Linked DNA regions of Rattus norvegicus: region 1 is linked to region 2. A link is a contact called in public Hi-C data. All regions are on one chromosome and are shown on one strand. The core of a region is the stretch at or near the end of the contact, and the rest is flanking DNA. Distances in the headings are between cores, read along the strand shown.

Evidence for each region. A called contact is a pair of places that touch in the nucleus more often than the background predicts.
Region 1: a Hi-C map of the A7r5 cell line shows a contact between it and region 2, with 2.3 times the contacts expected there. The contact joins the promoter of Snai2 here to the promoter of Mcm4 in region 2. A contact is called at or near these places in 2 of 12 Hi-C or Micro-C datasets (the A7r5 cell line and the Rat2 cell line).

The regions. Positions count from the first base shown.
Region 1 is chr11:99,688,472-99,692,335 of GRCr8, reverse strand. It overlaps Snai2 (snail family transcriptional repressor 2), which reads left to right and starts at 1,987. Exons shown (of 3, transcript NM_013035.2): 1 at 1,987-2,159; 2 at 2,828-3,373. The coding sequence starts at 2,081.
Region 2 is chr11:98,760,257-98,764,134 of GRCr8, reverse strand. It overlaps Mcm4 (minichromosome maintenance complex component 4), which reads right to left and starts at 1,536. Exons shown (of 16, transcript NM_033651.1): 1 at 1,274-1,536; 2 at 753-914; 3 at 313-476; 4 at 119-220. The coding sequence starts at 1,343. It overlaps Prkdc (protein kinase, DNA-activated, catalytic subunit), which reads left to right and starts at 2,027. Exons shown (of 86, transcript NM_001108327.2): 1 at 2,027-2,203. The coding sequence starts at 2,050.

The DNA of each region.
Region 1 (3,864 bases), core at 738-3,237, 930 kb before region 2:
AGGGAGAAACTGTTATAACAGAATCCTCCCAGCTGGCCTTGAGTATGAAGAACTCCCATTCTTGCATTTTCACTATATCAGTTTAATATCAATTGTCCTTTGCTGTGCCCAAGCAGATCTCTTGTTTACTGCAATTCATGTCATCAGCTGGTGGACTCTCACCCTCTGGCTGTGGAACATATCTCACATAGGTAAGGCATGAAACAGACTAGTCGAGAGCTCAACCCTGGCTGGCACAATCTGGAACACATAGGTTACTTGACTGCAATCTGTAATTTAGCGCCCACCCCTGGGTCCTTGAGCACAGAGGGGCTGGTTTCCCTGTTTCTAATTCACTGGTTCTTTTGTAAAGCACAATAAATGTCTATTAATTTTTAAAATTGCAACAACTCACTTCAGCAGGTTATCTTTGTGTTACAGTTTTCAGTAAATACTTAACCACACTCTGGCATTCCTTGTTGTCATGTGGCTTTGTGCTCTCTCTCAATATTAGATCTCTAACACATGGTGTATTTTACTGGAAATTAGGTTGAAGGAGCAGGAAATCTTGCCTCTAAAGCAGGTGCCTGAATCTGAGCAAACCCACTAGAAACAGGCCAGCTCAGACCCCAGCTCCGATCCATACTCACCGTAGCTTGGGAAGAAATCTAATACATTTTCAGTTCCCTTAATATAAGGATTCATATAAATTCCTTTCTGTATTTGACATTTAAATCACTGACTATTGTAAAGAGAAAGAGGAATCATTGACATTAACTCAGGAAGTCTGTGGCTTTACCCCTCCCCTGCTCACACTCCCATTTTCTCATCCCCAGATTAAGAAGTTATGCTGCCTGACAATGCACTTTTTTCTTGCAAGTCTCAACATTGCTGGTGGTATTCTGTTTCCGATGTTTTCTTCTAGCACCTGTTAGGGGAAAAATGGTTATATGGGGGTGGGGAGGTGGGGGAATTGGATTCTGCAGTTTTGTTGAAAAAGAGTCAGCTAACATAGAAATAAACAGAGGTGTCTGTGGGCATGGTGAAAAGTACAGTTTTAAAAGGAATCACTTCAGAGTATTTTTATACCTATCCCTATGTGCAAATGCAAGTGATCAGCTGACTGCTGGACTACCGAAACTGTCAGTCAAGAAGTAACTTGGCAAAAAGGACTCTTTGTCATCTTTTAATGCAAACCAGGGGTGGAGTAGGAGGAGGGGGAGGCTGTTGAAGACTCTTACTAAATAAAACACCATTAAATAGCAGCAGACACTATTTAAGAATTGTCAGTAGAGATTCATAAATGCTTTTTTTTTCTATCACTAAACTACCATGTGCTGCGAAGGGAGGAAATCTTGTCACGTGTCTTCATCAGCACTTCCCATGCTTCTTCCAGAGTTTGCCTATTATCGGAATCTACACCAGCCTTCCCTTTCATCTTTGCACTCTTCCAGTTACTGGGATCGACTGAAAGGCATTGCTTTCAAGTGTCTAACGCAGCGATCAGCAAGTTAACTTTCTGGCACGCTGCCCTAGATCTGCTGTGGCAGCTGCGGGGAGCCTTCATCTCATTTTCCCAAAACCAAGGGCCTACAGCTGCCTTGTGCAATAAACCCCCTCCAAAATCACTTCCAAATATAGGCTCTCTGGCCGCTAGGGGCTGCGCGGTCCTCCTTCCTTCCCGCCCTCGCGGAGCCCGCAGTGCCCACGTCAGGAACCCAGGTCGCCCTCGGGCGGCTCGCGGAAACCCGTGCCCGCAGTGCTCGAGAGCCGGGGTTTCCTTTCTTGAAAACATTAAATGTATTTTGAGCCTCCCCTGAATGCCATAAACAGTCCGTTTTGAACCAGAATAATTTAGTCCAGCAGATTCTTCCTCTATTAACAGCTGTTCCAGAAGGAGGAGCTGAAATCGGAGCCTCTTGGCTGTGATTGGCTGCTTCTAGCAAAAGCCAGGGAGAAACCGCCTCCCGCCCGGGGAGCTCAGTCGGGCGGGCAGCGGGCGGCCTCAGAGGCGTCTGCCTGTCCCCGCCGCACCTGAGCCACCGCGATGCGATAGGACCGCCGCCGGGACCGTTATCCGCCGTGCCCGCCCGCCGCCACCATGCCGCGCTCCTTCCTCGTCAAGAAACATTTCAACGCCTCCAAGAAGCCCAACTACAGCGAACTGGACACACACACAGGTACAAACTCGCTCTAAATCTGTGCGCGAGCAAACCGCGGTTCCATTGCTTTACTCGGAGCACACACCGGGCTGCTCTCCTTTCAGTGCTGTGCTAAAACTGTCCTTGGAGTCTCTTGATTACCTAGGTCAAGCTTTAATTCAAAACATTTGAGCTCTTTGCTGACAAGGAAAGCCTCTTTCCAGTCGGTTGTGCAGAATGGTTCCCCAAGCCCGTGTGCACACCTAAGCACTGCACGGACGTGAGCTCAAGCGTCCCTGTGCCCGGGCAGTTACCTCCTGGAGCAGAGCCCTGGAGAAGGCAGCTTGATTCGTGTGTCATTACCCCACATGCACAGCACAGCTAAAGTAGCCCATGCGTAAAATGAAAAGCAACTTTACAAAAAGTTTTAAAATATTGGCTAGTAGTTCGTTCTAAATTGGGACAGCAAAGCTAGTCCAGAATGAAGGTTGGGAACAGTCAGGGCAACTGTCAGCTTGCACAAGGACGGTAAGCTCAGGTGAAGGAAGATTTTTCTCTTCATGTGTGTCCTTGTAAGGCTGTCTTCACTCCAGAGTCTTCTACGGAATCTCCTGTGTGTTGTTATGCGCTCCCTCAGACTGTGTACATATATTTATGAAATACTTTGCCTTAATATTCCTTTCTTTCCTTCCTTTTCTTTCTTCCAGTGATCATTTCTCCATACCTCTGTGAGAGCTACCCCATGCCTGTCATACCAAAACCAGAGATCCTCACCTCAGGAGCGTACAGCCCTATAACTGTATGGACATCAGCAGTTCCATTCCACTCCCCTCTGCCCAGCGGCCTTTCTCCTCTTACTGGATACTCCTCATCTTTGGGGCGTGTAAGCCCCCTGCCTTCATCTGACACTTCATCCAAGGATCACAGTGGTTCAGAAAGTCCCATTAGTGACGAAGAGGAGAGACTCCAGCCCAAGCTTTCAGACCCCCATGCCATTGAAGCTGAGAAGTTTCAGTGCAATTTATGCAATAAGACCTATTCTACTTTCTCTGGTCTGGCCAAACATAAGCAGCTGCACTGTGATGCCCAGGCTAGGAAATCGTTCAGCTGCAAATACTGTGACAAGGAATATGTGAGCCTGGGTGCCCTGAAGATGCACATTCGGACCCACACGTTGCCTTGTGTCTGCAAGATCTGTGGCAAGGCTTTCTCCAGACCCTGGCTGCTTCAAGGACACATTAGAACACACACTGGTAAGGAAAATGTAGAAAACAATGCCTCTCAGCTCAAACAGTGGTGTGGTGGAGCTGTCTGTGGGGTGTCTGGAGGTACTGACAGGGGGTGCTTTTCATGAGGTGAACCACTGATTGTTGCTTTCTGCTCAAAAGCTTGTTAGAACAGCAAATGATCCATTCCAGCCTCTGCTCCAGGGACTGTAAACAGCATTTAGACTTTGGAAGTACATCCAGGAGATTTGGTCTCAAAGATCAGTTAGAAAGCAAGATCCAGGTACTTGATGTGTGTTCTGCAGAACTGCCCCCTGGTAGTCAATAAATACAAATGCCTGGCTCCTAGTGTTGATTTGATAAGCAGAGGGGGTTCCTATAGTTTTTTTTTGGCTACAGTTTTTGCTATGAATTCTGCCAACTCTTGAGTAAATGAGACTAAATTGGATCTGGCTGTTTGTTTCATTTTCTGTTGCTGGTTTAAAAAAAACCCTTAGCATAAAACCATATTCAGGGAG
Region 2 (3,878 bases), core at 287-2,786:
TCCTTTGAGGCATAAATTCTAACCCACTGACAACCTGCTGTGACACGTTATGGCTGTTTACACATAAGTTATACCTTCTCCCAAAGTGTGCACTGAGTTTTAGTGCACATAAGAGTACCTGAAAATGTTCTTTGCATGTTGCCACATTCACGTCTGTTCCCCAAATCACAAGCTTTTGGCCTAGAGACTGTTCACTTGCTACTGTGTCTTCTGCTGCTGCCTATAGAGAAAGATAGGATAGAACCATGTTAATAGAATGACATACTTTACGCTCCCAAGATAAGGTCACCAGATATCTGCTTTTGTACTCACTCCGTCAGACTGCAGATCCACCTGCAAACCCTTTCGTGCTGAGCCCAGGTCTGGCCTCTGCCTCATGGGTGTGCCTCTCACCCCACTTCTTGGGGTTCCTTCCACTCGAGAGCTGGGAGTGCCATATGTCAATGGCGAACTAACATCAAATTCCAAAGGAATAGCTATAAAAACAACATATTCAGCTTTACCACGAAATCCCCACAGCACATCAAATCCCAATTTCAGAATGCTGTTTGCCATTTTAGACAGAATACTTACTGAAAACTTTCATAGCCAAAATGTAGTTCTACTATAAAATATGCTTTCTTTGCTCACTTGGTCCTAACTAGGTCCAACTCTGCTTCATTCCCAGGTGTTTCAGTGTACTCTATCAGTGTACACGAGAATGCTAGGTATTATAGCAACTGTTAAAACAGCAAAACCGACAGCCAACCCACCTGAAGAATGCATCTGAGGAGGGCTGGAAAACAAGGCATTCTGTGCAGCTGGGCTCTGCAGGTCTGCTCCTGGTGAGGTGGGCATTGGCAGCAACTCTCCGGTGGAAGAATCTTCGCCTCTACGTCTCCCACTGGGAGATGATCGGCTTTCCTCACTTCGAACTTCCGTCGTACAAAACAAAACAGACTCTCAACGCTAATGCTCAGTCTCCCAGGAAGTGCCTCCGAGAGTAGTCTTATTACTTAAAAAACAATACCGTCCCCACCCCAACAACGCACAAATCCCAAAACACCCGAACTGGAACAGAGGGAAAAGGCATTTTTAACCAAGTGAACCGACCACACCAGACAGCCTGGAGATGAGCGCCCAGAATCATTTTTATCTGGGTGGACGAAGGTTACTTATGCCCAAGGCCTGTCACCCACAGACCAGGCTCGAAGGATTCAGAACATTCCACAGTGCTGCGGGAAGAGACAGGAGGCGGAAAGGGTGACAGATGGGAGGGGGGATGGGGACTCACGCGACTGGGTTGGGGTGACTCGTCCGCGTCGGCTGCTGCGGCGACTTGGGGTGGATGCCGGGGACGACATGGTGCTGTGGTAGCTGCGCGACTAGAGAAATCTGGCTCTCAGTTGTCCCGTTACGGGACTTCTCGTACTTCGGATCCGGGTTAGTTGCAAACACGCACACCCAGGAGTGCGTTCCTGGCTCGCAGGTTGAAGCGATTCCCGCCAGCCGCTCTGTCGTCACAGCGCCCAGCAGCTTCTGACCAATCAGAGAGGCAAGGGCGCGTAGTTCCGCCTCCGGAAAGCGGCATTGCGCGCCCTGACGCCATGTAGGTGTGCCCTGAGAGGAGGCTTCCTGCCAATCACAGAGGCAAAGGCGTGTAGCTCCGGCTGCGGAAGGCACCACTGCGAGCCGGCGGGGGAGTTCTTAATGGCTACGTAGGTGTAACAACCCCGATTCACTTTGCACTCCCCTCGCCTCGGGTGGGTCAGCCTGCCACGGGATTGCGTTTTGGCGGGAAACCCGCGGCGGGCACAACCCCTTTTTCTGTGCGGCGTGTTTACATCTGAGCTTTCCTGAGTACAAGCACCAATCTGTGGTATAAGGCTTGGTCAGACTTGTTCTGTTCTTTTGTGATCCTATGTGCACAAGTTAAGCGCTACAGACCTGTAGGCTGGTGCACGCTTTCACCCCCTCCCGCGAGAGTATAAGTGAGCGGTTCCCGCTGGGCCTTCAGGAGAGGCTTGGGAAGGGGACTGTGGTGCGCATGCGCTAAGCGGTTCCGGCACTATGGCGGACCCGGGGGCCGGCTTGCGGTGCTGGCTACTACAGCTGCAGGAGTTCGTGTCCGCAGCAGACCGCTACAATGCTGCCGGGGCCAGTTACCAGCTGATCCGTGGCCTGGGGCAAGAGTGCGTGCTGAGCACTTGCTCTGCAGTGCAGGGTAAGGTCCCTCAGCGCTCGGCGTTTCCGTGCGTGTAGTCAATATCCCGTTGAAGTCTACGGAATCGGCTCTTTTCCTAGTACCTGAGGAAGATGTTTGAAAACAGGTGTTGGAAAATGACCCCCAAATTTGGTAGTCATTTTTATCCAAAGTTGGATGAGAGTACAAGAGGGAAGTATTTTCTTTCATCGTAAACTCGGTTGAACTCAATAGGACCTTTACAAAATCATTTATTCGTTGCACCACGTTTTTCAGAATAATTGCAAAAGTTAATGGAAGTTATGCAGGTTTTTTGACTTTTATTTTTTGAGTTAGGTATTTCCTATATAGCCCAGCCTAGTCTGGAATTTACTGTAGAATGAGCTTTCAAATGCCGGGGTAATAGATGTGAGGTACCACATGTGCCTTGTTTTTTTTTTAACCATTTAGTAATGCCTGCATGATAACATGATTTTCTTGTGGGAAATGTCTCATTTCAGCCTTAAAAAATATTTTCTTTTGAACTAGCCTAGACTGTTTCCAACTTCTGATCTTCCCACCTTTTTGAACTCTTCTTAACCCCCAAAGGGAGGGGATATATGTATTAATTCTCTCTCTCTCTCCCTCCCCTTCCCTCATCTCCCTTTCTTTCTGTCTTTCTTTCTCTGCCCCTCTCTTTTTCTTTCTGTCTCTCTTTCTTTGCCCCTCTTTCAGCCTCTTTGTCTCTGTCTACCTTTGTCTCTCTCTGTCAGGGTGTGAGTGGGTGTGTGCAAGACAAGGTAGAGCTGGAGTTACAGACATCTGATGTATGTGCTGGGAACTGAACTCCTGTTCTCTGGAAGAGTAGAATTTGGTCTTAACCACTGGTCCAAGATAATGTTTTTAAGTTTAAACGTGAGGGCTAGTGGTAGAGTATTTTCTGGTAAGCATGTGGCATGGGTTCAACCCCCAGTACTACCACAGAAAATGATAATAATCATCTGATCATTTTGTGGGTAAAAAGGATTCCTTTCTTAAACATATATGCAGACTTTTTTTAAAAAATCTCAATGTATATCAATGTAAACTAGTTGGATATTGTATTGCAGACCTTTAGTCCTAGGCAGAGGCAGGTAGATCTCTGAGTTCCAGGTTAGTATAGCTTTATAGTGAGACCTTGGGTTTTGTTTGTTGTTTTTTTAAAGTAAACAAAAGTTTGAATAAGCTGCTATATAATAATACATTCTCATGGACCTAGTAATGATGGACAAAACACAACATAAAACACTTTTGTTACTTTATTTACATTTCAAATGTTATCTCCTTTCCCAGTTTTCCCTCTGCAAAACTCCTGTCCCATTCCCCCTCCTCCTGCAACTATGAGGGTGCTCCCCCTCAACTCCCAACTCTTGCCTCACCACCCTAGCATTCCCCTACATTGGGACATGAAGCTTTCAAAGGACCGAGGGCCTCCCCTCCCATTGATGCCAGATAAGGCCATCCTCTGCTATATTTGTAGCTGGAGCCATGGATCCCTCCATGTGTACTCTTTAGTCTCTGGGAGCTCTGGGGGTGGGTCTGATTGGTTGATATTACAGATTGCAAACCCCATCAGCTCCTTCAGTCCTTCTCCTAAGTCTTCCATTGGGGTCCCCATGCTCAGTCTGAAAGTTGGCGGTGAGCATCAACATCTGTATTGGTCAGACTCTGGCAGAGT